Linked DNA regions of Mus musculus: region 1 is linked to region 2. Evidence: chromatin contacts called from public HiChIP or PLAC-seq data. All regions are on one chromosome and are shown on one strand. The core of a region is the stretch at or near the end of the contact, and the rest is flanking DNA. Distances in the headings are between cores, read along the strand shown. Region 1 has its middle 57 kb from the start of Znrf2. Region 2 holds the start of Mturn (maturin, neural progenitor differentiation regulator homolog (Xenopus)).

Region 1 (3,554 bases), core at 599-3,098, 78 kb after region 2:
AAGACTTTTGGGGAAATACATCCATTCAAAGCCATAGCAGCTATGAGCTTAAAGTCTGAATAAGTCAGTGTGTAGCAATACTTGTTTCCTCTGTGTCTGCTCTTGTCAAGGGCTGAGAGGAATACTGGGATTCTCTGCGGCACACTTCTGTCATGGTGCCCATGGAAACAGAAATCAGAGGGATCGTCAAGCTGTGCTGGGCTGAATTCCAGAGCCTGGGTGTCAGGAGAGAATGCTGTCCTCCATTCACATAACCCACAGTTCCTCAGATAAACCAAGCATTTCCCCAGCCTCCTGGGTTTCTTCACAAGAGCAAAAACAGCAGACTCCAAAGCAACTCCCCTCCTTCACCAGGAGTTTCCCCTCCTTCACCATAGCGGTTTTATCTACACCAAGAATTCAGTTTTTGTCCCTTCCATGGGCTGAGTTGTGTCCTTTACAGAGATATGTGAAAGTCTTAACTTCACTTGCAAGTTAAGATAAGTCGATAAGTTAAGATTGTAGATAGATCGGCTAAGATGAAGTCATTTGGAAATAAGGTGAACCTCTAATGCAGTACTAGTATTCTTATTAAACAAACAAACAAACAATAACGACTAAAACATGACAAGACAGAAAGGTCAAAGGCTACAAGCCCAGACCTACTTGGACCTGCTAGACACATCAGAAGCAAGGGGACACAGTGCAAAATGTTCCCACCCAGAGTTTTCATCAAAAACTATGTTGGTATTCTGTCTGGAATGCACCCCCACAGTTATTTGGAAGCAGCCAGGTAGGCCTGGCCCACTATAAAAGGGGCTGCTTGGCCCCTCTTCCCTCTCCTGCCTCTCTATTCTCTCCCTTTCTCCTTGTTCCCCCTCTCTCTCCATTGCCTTCCCCCCCGCCCCCCCCCACACACATGTTCATGGCCAGCCTCTACTTCCCTACTCTCTCCTGCTCTCTGCCTTTCTCTGCCTCTACTACCCTCTTAACTCCCCTCCCCATGCCCTGAATAAACTCTATTTTATACTATACCGTCTTGTGGCTGGTCTCTCAGAGAGAGAGATGCTTTGGCATAGGCCCGCCAAGCCCCTTTCCCCTACACCCGCATAGAACGTATATTATACCCTTTCTCTTTTTGTGATCATAACAAACTAGACTCGCGTCCTCCAACCCCCAGCCTCTAGAAACTCGAGGGAATAGGGTTTTGCCGCTTTGAACCACTCGGCTTATGTTAACTTCTTAGGACAGACTTTTGCAACTGCACTCACTTTGAACAGAGCTGGACCCTAGACAAGAATGAACTATTTGTGACTATGGCTAAAAGAAGTAGCGACTGGGCTGACCAAGAGATGGTTCTGGTTCTGGAACTGCCTGTTCCCTGCAGACATGACTGATGGGTTGTGGTTCTCTTCCCACAGGACCAGGCTTGCAGAACTTCTCAACATCTGTTGTTTCAGGCTGTTGACAAACGCCTGAGACTCCAGTCCCCTTCTATCCATGAATTAACACTTTCTCTCGGTGTTCAATAGCTACCAGGTAGAGTAAACCATTAGAAAATTTACGTGGCAAGAGAAAGAAGTATTCATCAGGAGTGGGAGACGGTTGCTAGGCAAGGGGAAGGTCAAAATGACCTGGGAAAGTATGGTGAGCGCAGGGGAAAACAACATCATGAATAACTAGCCGAAATCTTTGCTCCTGTTGGTTCAGTTAAAAACAAAACTGGTTTTACTTTTAAGGGGAAAAGAAGAGACCTCTGATCTTCAAAGTGTCTGCAGACACAAAGAGTTGGTGCCATGTGCACAGTTAAGGTTGTGTTTTAATTTGCAGCAGGATCCTCCGGGGTGTGTAAAGCCTGTGTTTACTGCAAGCCTGTCAGGCACCTGGTGGGAGTGACTGAGTCAGCTGTTCTCCTGGGTCTGCCTTTCCTATCACTGTTGCTCCACTGACACCAATCTCAAATGAACTTTAAACAAAGAGTCTCCACACTACACCCACTTAGCTTGCCGGCACGTGGCGTCTCCGTTGTCACGTTGCTGTCTGTCCTCAGGTCTTTGGAGTGAGCCGAATCCGACTTTTATCAGCCCTTCTGTCTCCGTGTCTGTCATCTTTGCACCATTCACACTGACTTTTTGTGTTTGCTGCTTTGCCCCTCCTCCCACCTCCTGTCACTTCCTAGCCTCTGTTATTTACATTACATTAACTATGCTAATTAAACAGATGAAACACTTCCTTATTCAGCTTTGACTTCGCAGTTCCTGAAGCTGAGAACTGGCTTTGTTTCCTACAGGTTCTTCTAACACCCAGTTTTGCTGCTGTGGCAGAAAGCAGGAGCACTCCAGATGGAAGCCGCCCCCACCCCCATTCCCCACCCCCACCCCCACCCCCCTTCACTCCAGTCCTCTTACTCTCTTTACCTCCTTTCCCCTTTGAAGATAAAAACACTAAGTGACATTTACTATTTCAAACCATCTTTAAAGGTATCATTCCGGGCCATTAGGCATATTTACAGTGTAACTATTAACATTATCTGTTTCCAGAAATCTTTCATCATCCCAAATAGAAACTCTTGGTTGGCTCCAACACCACATTCTGGCTCCTCTTCGCTGCCTCCTTTGCCCTCTTCCACCACATGTTGCTGCTTTGGCTTGATGTGGTCTGTCCTGACTCAAGCCTCCATTCTAACACAACAGACCTGGCCTCCAGGTTCTCCCAGCATCCCTCAGTCCCTACCTGGCATACCCTGTTCCCAGTCTTGAACTTTCCAGCCTAGGGGTGGGCTGCCCTTCACCCACAGGCTCCTCCCTATATATTCCAGACATTTTGGCCTTCCTCTCCTCCTCTTCCTCTCTCTTCTCTCCTCTCTCTGTTCACAGCCTTTCTCTCTTTCTCATCCCTCTCCTCGCCCCTCTCCCCATGGTGACACCCCTGACCTCAATCCTTGGAGCCAGTGAACTTGCCTGGGAGCAGCTTCCCAACAAACCTGCCTTTAATATAGTCTAATCTGGTTTGAATTGGCTCATTTCACCAGCTTCGGAGAAATTACCTATCCGAAGTGTGCTTCTCTATGGTGTTTTCACACAGCTGTGTGATTACACTTTATTCTTTCCCCTTCCCCACACCCCTTCTCCATGCCAGACCTTACTGGCCCCTCCCTTCTGCTGCTCTGTCACAGGTAATGATCATTTTAAATGGCAATGACCTGAATAAACAGTGCTGCCAGAGACCCAACTATATGTTACACATAAGAATGGAGAAAGATAAAGCATGTTAACAATAATCAAACTTCGAGAATTTCCAACAAGCTGCCTATGGTGACATATGCCTGTACTTGGAAGGCCCAGGGAGGACAATTACTAATTAGAATCTAGGCTGGGCTAGTTTCAGGTGAGCCTGGGCCAGAGCCTGCCTCAAAACAGTCTTCATGCAACTAAAATGGCATATTAGACCCTGCATCTGAGTAAGCGGATTACAAAAATAAGTAAAGGGATTGGTTTGAAAATAACAATATAAATCTCCTTCTTCTAAGAGAAAGGCAGAAATAATCAGAGGTGGGAATTTCTCTTCAGAAGAGG
Region 2 (4,047 bases), core at 1,043-3,542:
TCAAGGGACAGTGGCAGTGTGCTTGCATAGCTAGCCTTGCAATGCTTAGCTGACCTCTAGTCTGTGGATTTTCACTTCCTTGAGAGAAGCACAGCAGAGAACTTCTCTTGGGGTCGCTGCTGCTCCTAGTCGCTCCCACTGTCTCGGAGACCTGGCTGCTTCTGCTGGATCATGCCGCCGCTGCTGATTCCTGATTGCTATCCTGACTCTACAGAACAGGACTGCTGGCATCCTGACAAACGGAGACTGGAATCACCCTCAAAGAACTGCTTCTAAACAGGTCCACATCCCCTTGTCTATGTACCATCTTTTCTCCCCTCCCTTCAGACAGTGGGCTAGAAGGGGTGTTGAAGTGGTTGACAATGCTTATTAAGTGTAAGTTTTAAGACTCTAAGCCTACAAAACTGTGCCCGAAGTTTATCCCACCAAGTTTCCTGGTCCTTTGTTACGCAGCCTCTGTTCTAATGTGTGTCTCTAGTGAGGCAGCAGAGAGGAGTTTGCCTCAACTTATCTGTCAAGCTATATGAAGGCCCTCACAGAGGAGCCTCGTGATCAACCCCTCGCCAGATGTGTTCTGGCTGGCCCTCCTCCAGACTCTGCTCCTGTATAACAAAGATAACCCCTCTCTCTTGTTCCATTATTTCAGTCAAAATGTAGATCATGAGAGATGAGTGTAATTAATGCACCACTGAATTTCAGCATCCATTCTGGGTGTTAGACAGTCTCGAGCTTGTGCACATTTCTACACATATTACATAAATGCCATGTCAAATCAGCAGCCATCCAAAATTTAACATTCATGCTTGGTTTAACAGAATGTCAAGCTAATCAATACTGCTTCACACATCGGACACCAATGAGTACTGCTATAAGCCTAGGCATATAATCAAATTTCCTACATTTAAAAAACCCAGGGCTAGAGAGATGGCTCATTAGTTAAGGCATCTAGCTGTTCTCCCTAAGAACCTAGATTTGATGATACACACATGGTGGCTCACAAAGGCCTGTAACTCCAGTCCCAGGCTATCCAATACCCTCTTCTGGTCTCTGGACACCAGACACATACATGGTACACACCAATACATTTATGCAAAAACACTCATACAGATAAAAATGAGTAAATTGTAGAAAAACCCACTGGATTTCTATTCCTTTCACACACACACACACACACACACACACACACACACACACACACACACACTTTCTCAAACCCTAACTATAAGGTCATGAATATATACCCATTTTCACAGATGTGGAAACTGGGGTTCCCAGGACATATCCCAGTCACACTGTCAAGTGGGTTCTCTTAGCCTCAGAAGTCAGGGAGTAGAGGAAGAATCACTCCCACAGTCTAAAGACAAATGCAAAGACAAGCAAATAAACGTAAGGAAATTCTGCCACAGAAATGATCAAAACAGATGACTGTGGAATAACGTCTTCTGCCTGTAATAACAGGTGCACTAGCTGGGCTCCCCTTGGCTAGACTGCCAGCTTACTGAGGCGTTTAGACCCCAGCTCATTCATGTTTACACCCCAGCTAGCAAGGCTCCTGGTTCAGAAGGCGCAGTTTAAAAATAACCACGAATAAATGTTTATAGAATGAATGCTATTTAATGTGTCCCTTCCGGAAGCCAAGTGTTCAGACGAGGACTCTTCTACTCCCTGTAAACCAGTGTGTCTGCTGGGCACGCAGCAGCCAGAGCATTCAACAGGTGTAGTCAACGGGCAGGCTCCTTGCTTTCCAAGCAGGGTTGGGGTGTGGCTCGGTGGTAACATGCCTGAAAAGCACGACTCTGGGTTCAATTTTCCAGCAACTCAAAATACAAAACAAAACCTCAAACCCAACAAACAAAACAACAGTTGGCCATTTTAAGTCATATAATATAAATTCAAGCCAAATCAGTGAAGGTATTTGTAAGAAGCACGCAGCTTGATGTGCGTGTACACTTCCTTCCAAATCAGTCTAGAAAACACACTCTGGGTTCCTGGGAGGACCGAATTTTGGCTTCTGTAGAAAGCAAAGCTGTTTCCCCGGGTGCTCGCAGCACCTCTACAATCAGCCCTGGCAAGGACCAAGCAATCTGTACTTCTGGGTGCGTCCCTCGCGTTTATAGCGGATTCCAGAGAAAGCCTTCCAAACTGGCTCCAAACCAGGGGTCCGGAGCCAGCCCCGCCCCACCCCGCCGCCACCTGCAGAGACGGGCGCCCCGCCCACCCTGACGTCACCGGGCTCCGGGCGGCGCCGAGTAGGGCTCCGGGGATTGGCCAGAGTTCGTGACGTCACGAGCCGGGGCGGCCCCGGACTGGCGGGGCCCCGGGGTGCTTGGGTTCCTTTCAAGGCGGGCGGTGGGGGTGGGGGCGGGGCGGAGGCGGAGCGGGCGGTGTAAACAGACCCGGGAGCCGTGAGCCCCGGAGGAGGCGCGGGCGGCGCCGCCATGGACTTCCAGCAGCTGGCAGATGTCGCGGAGAAGTGGTGTTCCAGCACGCCCTTTGAGCTCATCGCCGCCGAGGAGACGGAGCGCAGGATGGACTTCTACGCCGACCCGGGCGTCTCCTTCTACGTACTGTGTCCGGACAACGGCTGCGGCGACAGCTTTGTGAGTGCACGGGACGGGCGCGCTCCGCTTTGCCCAAGCTCCTCCAGGGGGGCCGGGTGGGGCGGATAGCGGTGGCAGGGTGCCAGGGTGCCAGGGAGCGGAGGTGTGGCAACCTACCGGACCATCGCGCACCGGGCGCGTGGCTAAGAGCATCCCATGGGAGCCTCTATGGGGCACCCACCGGGCGGGGCTCATAGTCCCTGCGGCAGGATCCGAGGTCGGGTCCCCGAGAGGTGTCAGTCCCCCTCGGGGTCTCAGACACAACTCTGCAGCCGCTCCTCCCAACAGGGCCCCCTCTCCAGCCTGCGAGTCTCTCAAACGGACACAAAGCCTCTGTCCACACCCGCAGTGATAGATCTTTTGGACCCTCTTTGCGGAATTACGCCCTGGAGCTTAAAAATGCACGCGCGTGCACACGCGCGCGTTCGCGGGGGCACGCCTATCCCGGGTCTCCTGCTTCCCTAGCTCCTCAATGAGCTGCCAGCAAGTGTTTGTAGCCCATTCGGGTTCTAGCCTGCCATGAGGCTACTGTGTCCTCGCCGAGGCCTTTCGGCTTTTCCAGAGGAAAACCCCACACACCCAGGTCCAGAGGGACCAGAACCAGGAACTACAGCGACCATACCTTTGGCCAGCATCCCTCCCACTAGGTATTCTGGTGCTGACAGTTTAGGAAGGAGATACTGAGAGCACGCGGTTGTGATGGGAGGTGTGTAGGCAGGGCAGGGATGGCGCTTCGTGGAGTGTTTGTAAGCACTGTAAATAATAGTCCCCAAATGTAAGATGGAGGCAGCTGGGGATGAGGGTAATCGTGTGGTCGATGGCCTGAGGCTGGAGGCGCTGCTGCAGCAGAGGAAGATGGGGTGGTGCATGGTGCATCGACCGCTTGGCTCATCAGGTGAAATGACAAAGCTGGACATATCCCCCCACCCCGCTGGGTCCGTACACCTCATCCATCCATGGGAAGTTCAACCTAGGATCCCTGAGACCCGGACAGGACAGGTGCACATCTGCCCAATAAAATATGATCCTGGTTTTGGGTGGCAGCTAGATTTAGGTTCTGTTCACTTGTCTTCCCTTGAGTTGCCTACCCACAAAATTAGCTTCCTAATACCAGTTCTCTGGCAATCTTTGAAGTAGACCTAGCAGTTTGATGCACAGCAAGTGTCCTGCAAATTTAAAGTTCAGAGACCTAGTGTTCCCCCCTATCTTTGTATAAACTCTTACCTGGAACTAAGAATGTAGCTTAGTTAGAACACTTGTGTAGTGTGTGTAAAATCTGTTAAGCATTGAAGGAATTTGAATTAAGTAGCATCTCTGCTATTTGGAAATTTTGTTAACAGTAAGACTATTATATAGCATCTTTCAGTTTACAAACTTTAAGATTGTTTAAATAGTTACAAACACTGATGAAGGCTTGGTCTCTCCTTGGTCAGAGGTATCTATCTGA

The links. HiChIP or PLAC-seq counts read pairs in DNA pulled down with a chosen protein or histone mark.
Region 1: a contact with region 2 is called in an H3K27ac HiChIP or PLAC-seq map of thymic regulatory T cells, with 2.6 times the contacts expected there. The contact joins the enhancer-like site here to the promoter of Mturn in region 2. A contact is called at or near these places in 2 of 484 Hi-C or Micro-C datasets (CD4 T cells and CD8 T cells), 4 of 115 datasets of contacts at active chromatin or transcription factors (double positive thymocytes, embryonic stem cells and thymic regulatory T cells) and 3 of 9 other capture datasets (adipose tissue, liver and pancreatic islet).

Annotation. Positions count from the first base shown.
Region 1 is chr6:54,758,148-54,761,701 of GRCm38.p6, forward strand. No RefSeq gene overlaps it. Among named protein-coding and RNA genes, the nearest start is that of Znrf2, 57 kb to the right of the region's middle. Within about 2 kb of position 1,849, at least 157 of the 459 cell types and tissues checked have an H3K27ac peak or open chromatin away from gene starts, as enhancers often do. A contact at or near this core is called in CD8 T cells, adipose tissue, double positive thymocytes and 3 more, where this site is marked.
Region 2 is chr6:54,679,332-54,683,378 of GRCm38.p6, forward strand. It overlaps Mturn (maturin, neural progenitor differentiation regulator homolog (Xenopus)), which reads left to right and starts at 2,293. Exons shown (of 3, transcript NM_001289740.1): 1 at 2,293-2,600. The coding sequence starts at 2,439.